2 separate regions of the Gossypium hirsutum genome follow, and region 2 is linked to region 1. A link is a contact called in public Hi-C data. All regions are on one chromosome and are shown on one strand. The core of a region is the stretch at or near the end of the contact, and the rest is flanking DNA. Distances in the headings are between cores, read along the strand shown.

The links. A called contact is a pair of places that touch in the nucleus more often than the background predicts.
Region 2: a contact with region 1 is called in a Hi-C map of leaf, with 2.6 times the contacts expected there. The contact joins the promoter of LOC107934496 here to the promoter of LOC107934512 in region 1. A contact is called at or near these places in 2 of 34 Hi-C or Micro-C datasets (leaf and petal).

What each region holds. Positions count from the first base shown.
Region 1 is chrA12:91,404,152-91,408,698 of Gossypium_hirsutum_v2.1, reverse strand. LOC107934512 reads left to right here and starts at 1,882. Exons shown (of 2, transcript XM_016866957.2): 1 at 1,882-2,612; 2 at 3,961-4,282. The coding sequence starts at 2,219. The coding sequence ends at 3,977. It overlaps LOC107934503, which reads right to left. Exons shown (of 1, transcript XM_016866950.2): 1 at 4,089-4,547.
Region 2 is chrA12:91,533,545-91,538,091 of Gossypium_hirsutum_v2.1, reverse strand. LOC107934496 (squamosa promoter-binding-like protein 16) reads left to right here and starts at 1,769. Exons shown (of 4, transcript XM_016866940.2): 1 at 1,769-2,276; 2 at 3,697-4,075. The coding sequence starts at 3,867.

The sequences.
Region 1 (4,547 bases), core at 633-3,132:
TGAATGTCTCATCCGTATTTAGCAAATCAGTGACTAACTGATTAAATTTGGTGATGTGATCATTCATTGTGGTACTTGGGACGTAAGTGAAGCGAAACAGTCTTTTCTTCAAGTGGAGCTTATTTTGACTGTTTTTCTTCAAAAAAATTTCTTCAAGTGTCACCCACAACTTATTTGCAGAAGTTTCCTTTGAAAAAGCATACCTCTGCTCTCGAGAAAGGCATGATCGAATTGTGCCACATGCCAACCGATTGATCGCCTTCCAATCTTTCTCCTGTACATCATCTGGTTTCTCTTCATCAATGGCAATGTCTAGACCTTGTTGAAAAAGGGCATCTAGAACCTCACTTTGCCACATACCAAAATGGCCCGTGCCATCAAAGATCTCTACGGCCAATCTTGCATTTGCAATTATTGGTCTTGTCCACATGGACGATGTTGAAGCTCCTACACCGACCGTTTTCTCCATAATCTTTCAATATACCTAAGGAAATCTTTTCTGATGTGGAAGATCAGTTTAAACTGCAACCACAGAGCATACTACGATTAACCTTCGGCTCTGATACCACTTGTTATTCCAATAGGGTCGGAAGCGTGTAAATTATTGTACTAAAAAATCACACAAAGTTTAATTCCCAAGGACGAGAGGTGGATCACATGGATCTCTTAAATACCAAGTCTTTCCTTAGTCAGAATATCCCTTCTATAGTAATTTAATAGCACAATTAAATACTACTATTATACCCTCAAATATTGAAAGAAAAATAGGACAAGAAAGAACACAAGAGTTTTAACGAGGTTCGATAAATTATACCTACGTCCTCGGGCACTAACACCAGATGATAACTTTACTATCTTCAAAATATTACAAACAAATAGAATTCCTTAAGAATTCTCAAATGGGAGAAGACAGAAAACTAAGAGAGAAAGATTGGTTGGGATGGTTGAAATGAAAAATGATTAGGCCTATTTATAGTTGAGGTTCAGGGACCAACTTGCAAATGGCCTAAAAAATTAGGGACCAAAATTGCAATTATCCCATTCAACTTTAAACAACTTGCCTATCACTTTTTCTTTCGGTGCCAATTGCACCTCCCATTTTTGACTTTTCAACACCCCCTTAATTGACTTTTCAACAGCGAAATCACTTGGGGGAATGAGTTGTGGGTTATAATTGTTGTTTGGGCACTTGTTCAATTTTTGACGTTAAACTATGAAATATTTTAAGTTGGTTGATATTTTTACAAAACTGAGGTTTAAACAAGATTTTGATTTAATCTGATAGTTTAAAGATGGTTTATAGTTTGCATATTAGAAATTCAAATTTTTCGACGTCATCACTAGTAAGACGTATTCATCAATTGCTAAAGAATAATGAGTATTAAGTGGTATCATATGTTCCTAGGGAAACTAATTAGATTACAAATTAAATTATAAAAATGGTCTAAAGTGATTTAGAGGGTATCAATGTGATAGCAAAAATCCCTTCCAATTTAATTGAAAACCTTATTAATGATAAGTCTAAAGAGTTGTTCAAACTAATCAATATAATTTAATTTTCTAAGCTTTGTTTTATCTACTAAAAATATATATAAGATTGAAGAAAAAAAATTGAGGGAAATAAAAGAAGATATTATTTTTGATTTAAAAGTTTAGTTCGAGAATATATATATACAATGTAGAAAAAAGAAATGATATATCCTCAAAGAAAATAATGCAATCAAATTAGCAACGCCCACGCGCATAATCGATATGAAAGCAGGAACAGCTAAACTCAAGCTTCAAAATAAAAGGATAAGGCTTACGTCAGCTGTCCCCACCTAAGATTTCCACGTCTGCTCTCATCCATAAAAGCAATTTCAATACACGCGCTCATGATTACTTGTCATCCAAAAAGAGTTGTTTACTGTTCTATTTATTTTGTTTTTGGTTTACGAAAATTCCAATTAATCGGAATAAAAGCACCGCCGCGTCTCTTCCTTTTTCACTTTCCCTCTATAATTTCCAGAGAAACAAACAATTGTTTGGCTATCCGAACTCTCTAGTTGTTAATTATTCTCCAATCAAACTGTGGTTTTGATAACTGTCCCTGGGTTTATCCATTCGCCTCGTTTTTAGAAAAAATATCTCAAAATCTTTTTAATTTTTTCTTCGGATAATAGGGTTTAGGAAATTTTTCATCTTCCAATTTTCAATTGGATTTTGCCTGAGAAAAAGAATGATGAGAAGACAAGAGGAAAATCATCGACATCAGGATCAGCAATCAAGGGTTTTCCACGAGCTGTCGGCGCTGGTTCTGAATCTTATACGATCGCCGCCGATACCTTTCGCCGACGAATCTCCGGTGCCGGGGTGGAGGTCTCACCCCCAATACTTGTCGACGACGACGATATCTCCGGCGGGATACGCTTGGCTGATGCTAGGGATATCGGTTTCGTTGATGTTGTGTGGATCGGTTACTTTCTTTATAGGTTTCTTGTTGATGCCTTGGGTTATTGGCTTGTTCATGGTATTTTACGTTGCTGGGATTGTTTCCGTGATTTCCATGTTAGGTCGTTCTATTCTTTGTTACGCCATGGCCCCCCCTCCTTCGCCTCGAAAGGATATTCCTGGTAAATTGTTTCTTTTACTTAATTTAATTACTTTTTTTCTTATTAAAAAATCGATGATTGGGCTATGGGAATTTTCATGTTTGAGATAAATTTGTTTTCTTTTACTGATTGTCTGTTTTCTGGGTGTTGGCTTTTTTGTCTCTGTTTTAATCTAAGTTCTTTTATTCTGATTTGAGATACTATAGTTGAATGAATAAAAGATACTAAATAGATCATGGTGAATTAAAACCTTATAATCCCCAAGTTACCTTTTCTAGTCATTAAAATTAAATCCCTTACTCCCAATTTGTCTCTTTAATTTTTTATCGATGAATATGATTTGTTAGAATGGTCATTCAGCTCTTCTGCTAAATTTTAGCATTGGATGTTCTACTATGAATGGTGATACCATGTTTTAGACTACATGAAGTGATGAATTTTATTTTGAGAGGTGATCACCAAACCCTTGTCGAATAGAATTTGCTGATCAGTGGTCGAAAAGTGGAGATACAGATTCTATGACGACTTTCTTTCAGTTGGTTTTTTTATTATCCTTAAAACAAGAGGTAGATGAACATTTTATTAGTTGAAATAACATGATTGGCAGGACCCCTCCTGCATTTTATAGTTGGAATATTTAGATTAGATTGTTTTCCAGTAAGTTGTTTTCTACTGTGGAGCAAAATATACTTGCCAATTTCTCCAGTTTTGATTTTACTTTATTCCTTGATCTTCAATGCGTGCTTCTTGAGAACCTTTTATGCAATCAATCAAATGCTAATGATACAGGAAAAGTCTGTTTAACGGTGAAACTATGTTTAAGATGAATTAATTAGGTTCATAACGAGTTTGGTGTATTGCATTTCCATGTTCTCTTCACTTTGATGGTTTGAACCATAATGAAGTAGTTATCTTTATTATTTTTGCAGTAACATTTGATGGTATAGGAATAGCTAGTTTGAAATGTGATATACTGCTGGTTGGTGGGTTTCTTTGACAAGTAATGGAATAGGAACACTAATAAGGTTTTTGGTTTGTCAAATTTTGGAGCAGACTGTTTCAGTTTGTTGAGCTTTGGATCTAACTCTTAAGATAAATTAAGCTTGAGGTTGAACGTTGTGACGTTGCTTATAAGTTGTATAGGTGGTTCATCATGATATCAAATTATTGGCAATCTTTTGCACTTGAATTAGCTTAATTTTACTATGTTGTATCTCACTTCTATGCTCTTCGGTATTGCTTTGTTCAGTTATGTTTTGCGTTGTATAAGAAGTTTTCAAATGCTTATGATTTCTGTTTCCAATCAATTGAATATTGAATGTATGTAAGATTTAGTAGACTGCTGATGGACTCTGATTGTGGATTGCAGCATGGAAGGTTTTGTAAAGAGGAAAGGTGGATGGGGCAAAGAGTCAGGATGCCTTAAAAGAATGGAGCAGCATTGGAGTTATTGTGAAGGTGCCACACACGGGGAAAAAGAGTTTAGCAGGTTTCTTCGAGTATTAATGCAGGAAATGTGGATAGGTCTTTGCTTCAAATATTAACTGAAATATGTGAATATAGCTTCCTTGTGTAGCTGAAATAGACAAATAGCGAGTGACTTTGTAAAGTATTTAAATGTGTATTTTGTATTCTTCTTATTTACCATTAAAAAAAAACATGGGAGGGTTGATTGATTCCCATTTCTTTTCTATGAGGTAAGCCTTTAAAAAAAAAAAAGAAAAACTGTTAGAGAAATAATTATATAAAGAAGTAATTTTGTAAGATGAAGGCGGCGGGAATTTTTGCGTTGATCTATTCAATTCATCAAATTTGATTTTCTTATTTTTTAAAAAATATTATAAAATCTAAAAAAAAAGAGCTTCATCTTGGCTCTTCCCTCTTACTCTGTTCCAGGCAAGTGATGAAATGGTTTCCTTTTCTTATTGTATTTGGTTGAAAGAAAAAGACTTTTAA
Region 2 (4,547 bases), core at 520-3,019, 130 kb before region 1:
TTTACTAAAGGTCCCTTTGAATGGGCATTTATCTTCAGTACGGTGCGTCTAGTTTTCTTTTATCTTACACTACAGTATTTAATTTCATCGCTACCATTATTTTTATATTAATAGCAGGTAAACACACCGCCCATCCAAAGGGCCCTAAAGCCCCCTGAACTTAGTCTCAAAGTTTACCACTAGATTCAGATATTGAAATTTGTTATTCACAAAAATAAAATAAATTGAAATATTAAATGTTGGTGAAATGATATCAAAAGCCACTATAAAATCTATATAGATAATAATTAGAATATACAAGTCGAAGTATTACATGCATTTACATATTCAAAACCATTAAAAAATTAAAGATTTCAAATATTTAATGAGATAAATCTTAAAATTATACAAAAATTTTAATTTAATGTATAATTATACACGTGAAATTTTAATTGTGGTTCAAATGTATACTTGAAACTTTAATTTTGATTTAATCATACACATTTAAAGAAATAAATACATCAATTTATTTTTATATTGGATAAATATAATTATTTATGCATGCAATATATAAATATAAAATGATGTTGTATCAATAATTGTGTTAATAATTTACAAGAATTGGATCAAATCAAAATTTCATGTATAAAATTACATACTAAATCATAGTTCATGTATAATTTTGAGAATTATTCCTATATTTAACCTAATTAGTAATTTCAAAAGATATGGTTGTACATAAATATTTTTGTATGTATGTAATTAAGGTATATTTATATTTATATCAATATTTAAAATTTAGATTGAGTTAGTGTTATTCTTAACTGGATTCGAACTTTTACATCATTTTTTTTACAAAGAAGTAAATATTTTTTTGAATGTATTATTATCTTCTAAAAACATATTTAATATTTTTATCAAAATTTTATAAATTTGATAGTTAATTGCTAAATTTTTAATTTAAAAACAAAAAAAAAACTAAAAATATAAAAAAATGTTGATAAAAATAAAAATAAAAGATCAAAACTAGAGGTGTGCATGGGCCGGGTCGGGCCGGGCCCATAAAAATTTTTTGCCCTTTTTCAAGGCCTGGGCCCGGCCCTGCCCGAAATATGGGCCTAAAAATTTGTCCAAGCCCGGCCTGAGAAAAAAATGGTAGGCCCGGCCCGGTCATATTAATTTTTTTTTGCTTTTTTTATTAAATAAAAAACTTTAAAATATAATAAATTAAATACATTTAAAACATAAAAACAAATATTAAAACAAAAAATAAATAAATAATGGGACTAAAATAATTATTAAAATAATACATAAATTAAAAATATAATAAAAAGTATTTATATTAAAATTGAAAAATTGAAACAAATTAAAACTAAATTAAGAATTAAATTATATTAATAACAAAAGTTTTACAATATCAAAATAACATCAAAACAACAAAAAAAGTAAAGTAAAAGTACTAAAGTTATTTAAAATTAAAAATAAAAAATTTTAAAATAATTTAATATTAAAATCGGGCCGGGCCGTTTTCTAAACGGGCCTCGTTTTTTGTCCAAGCCCATTTTTCGGGCTTATATTTTTACCTAAACTCTCTCATTTTTTGAGTGGCCCTTCGGGCCGGGCCGCCCGGCCCATGCACACCTCTAATCAAAACACACCTTAAAACCAATAGCTAACTAGTACCGATTACTAACTACTAACAACCTTGGTTCCCAACTTCCCCTTTCTACCGTTCTTTGGATTTCTGTATTTAAAAGTTGAAAGCAAGTACGCTATACCCTTCCTGGCCACTCCTTTTTTATTTAAATAGAGGATTTATTTTATATTTTAAAATCCAAACTGGTTTCGAGGCATTAAAGCCTAAAAAGGAAGGAAAGAGAATTGGAAAGCTCAACGTTGAACCCCGCTTTCTTTTTCATCGGCATCTCTTTTTTTTTTTTACTAATTTCATTCCTACATCTCTCTCTCCATTACACATTATCCATTTCTTACCCGCTTCTTTACTAGCAATAAATTCCCTCATATACCACCTCTCGCTTTCTTCCTCTTCCTCTCTGCTCTGTCTTTCATTCACTTCTCTTTTTTGATGGGATGGAACTGTTGTCAGCATATCCGTGCCTACGTCTTCTTCTTCTTTTCTTGTAACTTCACTTCTCTCTTAGTACTTTTGGAGTCCACAGTTTCCAAGTTTTTCCATTTCCTGCTAAATTCCTCACTTCAACTTTCCCTCTCCTTTTCACGGTTTATCTGAGAACTGCCACTGCGCCCCCTTACCCACATCAGATTCTTCCTCTCAGGTACCCTTTTATTCTTCTCACTTACCCCTTTTTCATCATTAATCTTTCTTTTTTTTAAAGTTCATGCTAACAATACAAGTTGGATGTATCAGTAAGTATACGAATTATTATTATGGTTATAAACTATGGAGTTGTTTAGCTCCTACTGGTTGCTAATGAAAGGACCCATATGGGGTCTTTTCTTTTTCAGTCAATGTGCTTGTCGTCCTTCCACTTCAAACATAATACATGTCTACTACTAATTTTCTTTTTTAAAAGTTCAACAATTGAATTTTATTTGAAAAACTTGGGGTGAAAGGCCTTTCTTTGTTTCCAAAAATATCTTCCATGCAATTTGTGGTAGGAATAAGAGTGTTGACTCCAATGATGTTGACAAGTTTATAGCTACAATAAAAGTTGGGACTTTACTATTGGAGCGCAATGACCATTAAGGCAGCCTCCCCCACCCTTTCCCTTTTAGAGTTTAGCCTTTTTTGTTTTCCTTTTCATTTGTTGCTACTCCTCCATACTACTACTTGCGCACTCTTTCTTCTATTGGAAATGGTTGCTTTGCTCACTTTTACAAGTTCCTTTTTTTTTTATTTTATAAATTAATAAATTCTAACCATACAGTTTAAAACTGGGCAATCCGATCCCTTTTTTTCTTTATTAAATGAAAAAGTCTTGATTAAATATCCGTACTGTCTTTATGCTACAAGTTACCCTCCCTCTTTCTCTTTATCACAAACACAATTAATAGTTAGAATTTTAAAATTATGTTCTCGAATTTCAAACCTATGGAAAATTCAAGTCAAATTAAACGTTTTGGTGTTTTTAAAATTTATCTCAAGATTTTTATTTAACATATTGGTGGTGGTAAAGTTTTATTTTTACAAAAAATTTACAAGAGTTAGAAATTATCATTTATCTTAAAAAAAAACATCTTTTTATCTTACTTGTTTATTTTTTAACAATTTATTAAATATTAATTAAACACTCTGACTGTTTTTAATCTCTTTGTATATTACAAAATTCCAATTGTATTTCTCATAGTTCATTTATAGTTTATATTTGTGTTTTGTGTTTATTTTTTTTTACTAAGTGTTTTTATTTATTTATTTATATTTTTAAGTTATGAAAAAGGTAACTCCTTAATTGTCAACACCTTGGATTTGGCCATCATTGATGAATAACTTGTACTATGCTTCATATTATGAGACCTCCATCCAATCCAACCCAATCCCCTTCCTCTAATTCTTCTTCAAAGGTAAAAGGTTTGCCCCAGTATCTGTTTACACATTAATCCTGAAATGTAATTTTTATGCCGTAATTCTTATGCAAGCCAGCGTTTGTAGTCAGAAATTGTTGGTCTGCTTCTAGTTTTCTGCTATATTATGAAGAACCCTTTGGTAATTGGATCAGGTATTTTTTATGTCAGTAGGGTCAAAGATTTGATTAACTGATAGGAATGAAGAATTGAAACGCAGAAAAATAGAAAAGGAGTTGAAAGCTAGCGCTAGCCTAGCCGAGTGTTGCAGCGATATTAGGCTGTTGAAATCCAGTAGGTGTTTAGGTTAAGCAGGTTTGGGGTTGGCATTTTGGAGTTAAGGGATGGAATCATCGTCATCTGCTTCGTTTAAAAGAGCTCGGGCGCCTGCCACCGGAAACCAAGTACCTTCATGCTTGGTTGATGGTTGCACTGCGGACCTCAGCAAATGCAGGGACTACCATCGACGCCATAAAGTATGCGAAGTCCACTCTAAGACCCCCAAAGTTACTATTAGGGGTCAAGAACAGCGCTTTTGCCAGCAGTGTAGCAGGTAAATTTATTTGGAACCTCTTGTATCAACTTACTGTTACCGTCATAGTTTTTGTTTATTTTTACTCAAATTATTTTGCACTGCAGCACTTTTGATTGGGATTTGATTGTTTGCTTTCTCTTGCCCCCAAATTGCAGTTCTACGGTGAAATTTCTGACTCACGGTTTTGTTTATCAAATAGTAGCTGCCTAGCATGTTTTGTTAAGCATGAGCTTTATTTGTTGTCTGAATTCTATTATGTTTTGTTGTAGAGCACCTAAATATTGTAAAGCATTTTTAAATAAATAAAAAATCTGAAGCATGTTCGGCGTGTACTTGATATTAGTCTGAAAGACATCCTCTTAACGCTACATGATACCATTGTTTCTTTGTACTTTACGTATTTGGAAAATTCATTTCAATTCATCATCATATCAGCTTACTATTCTAGTGTGATTTGCTACTAAAGATAAGAGCTGAGTTACGGGTGAAT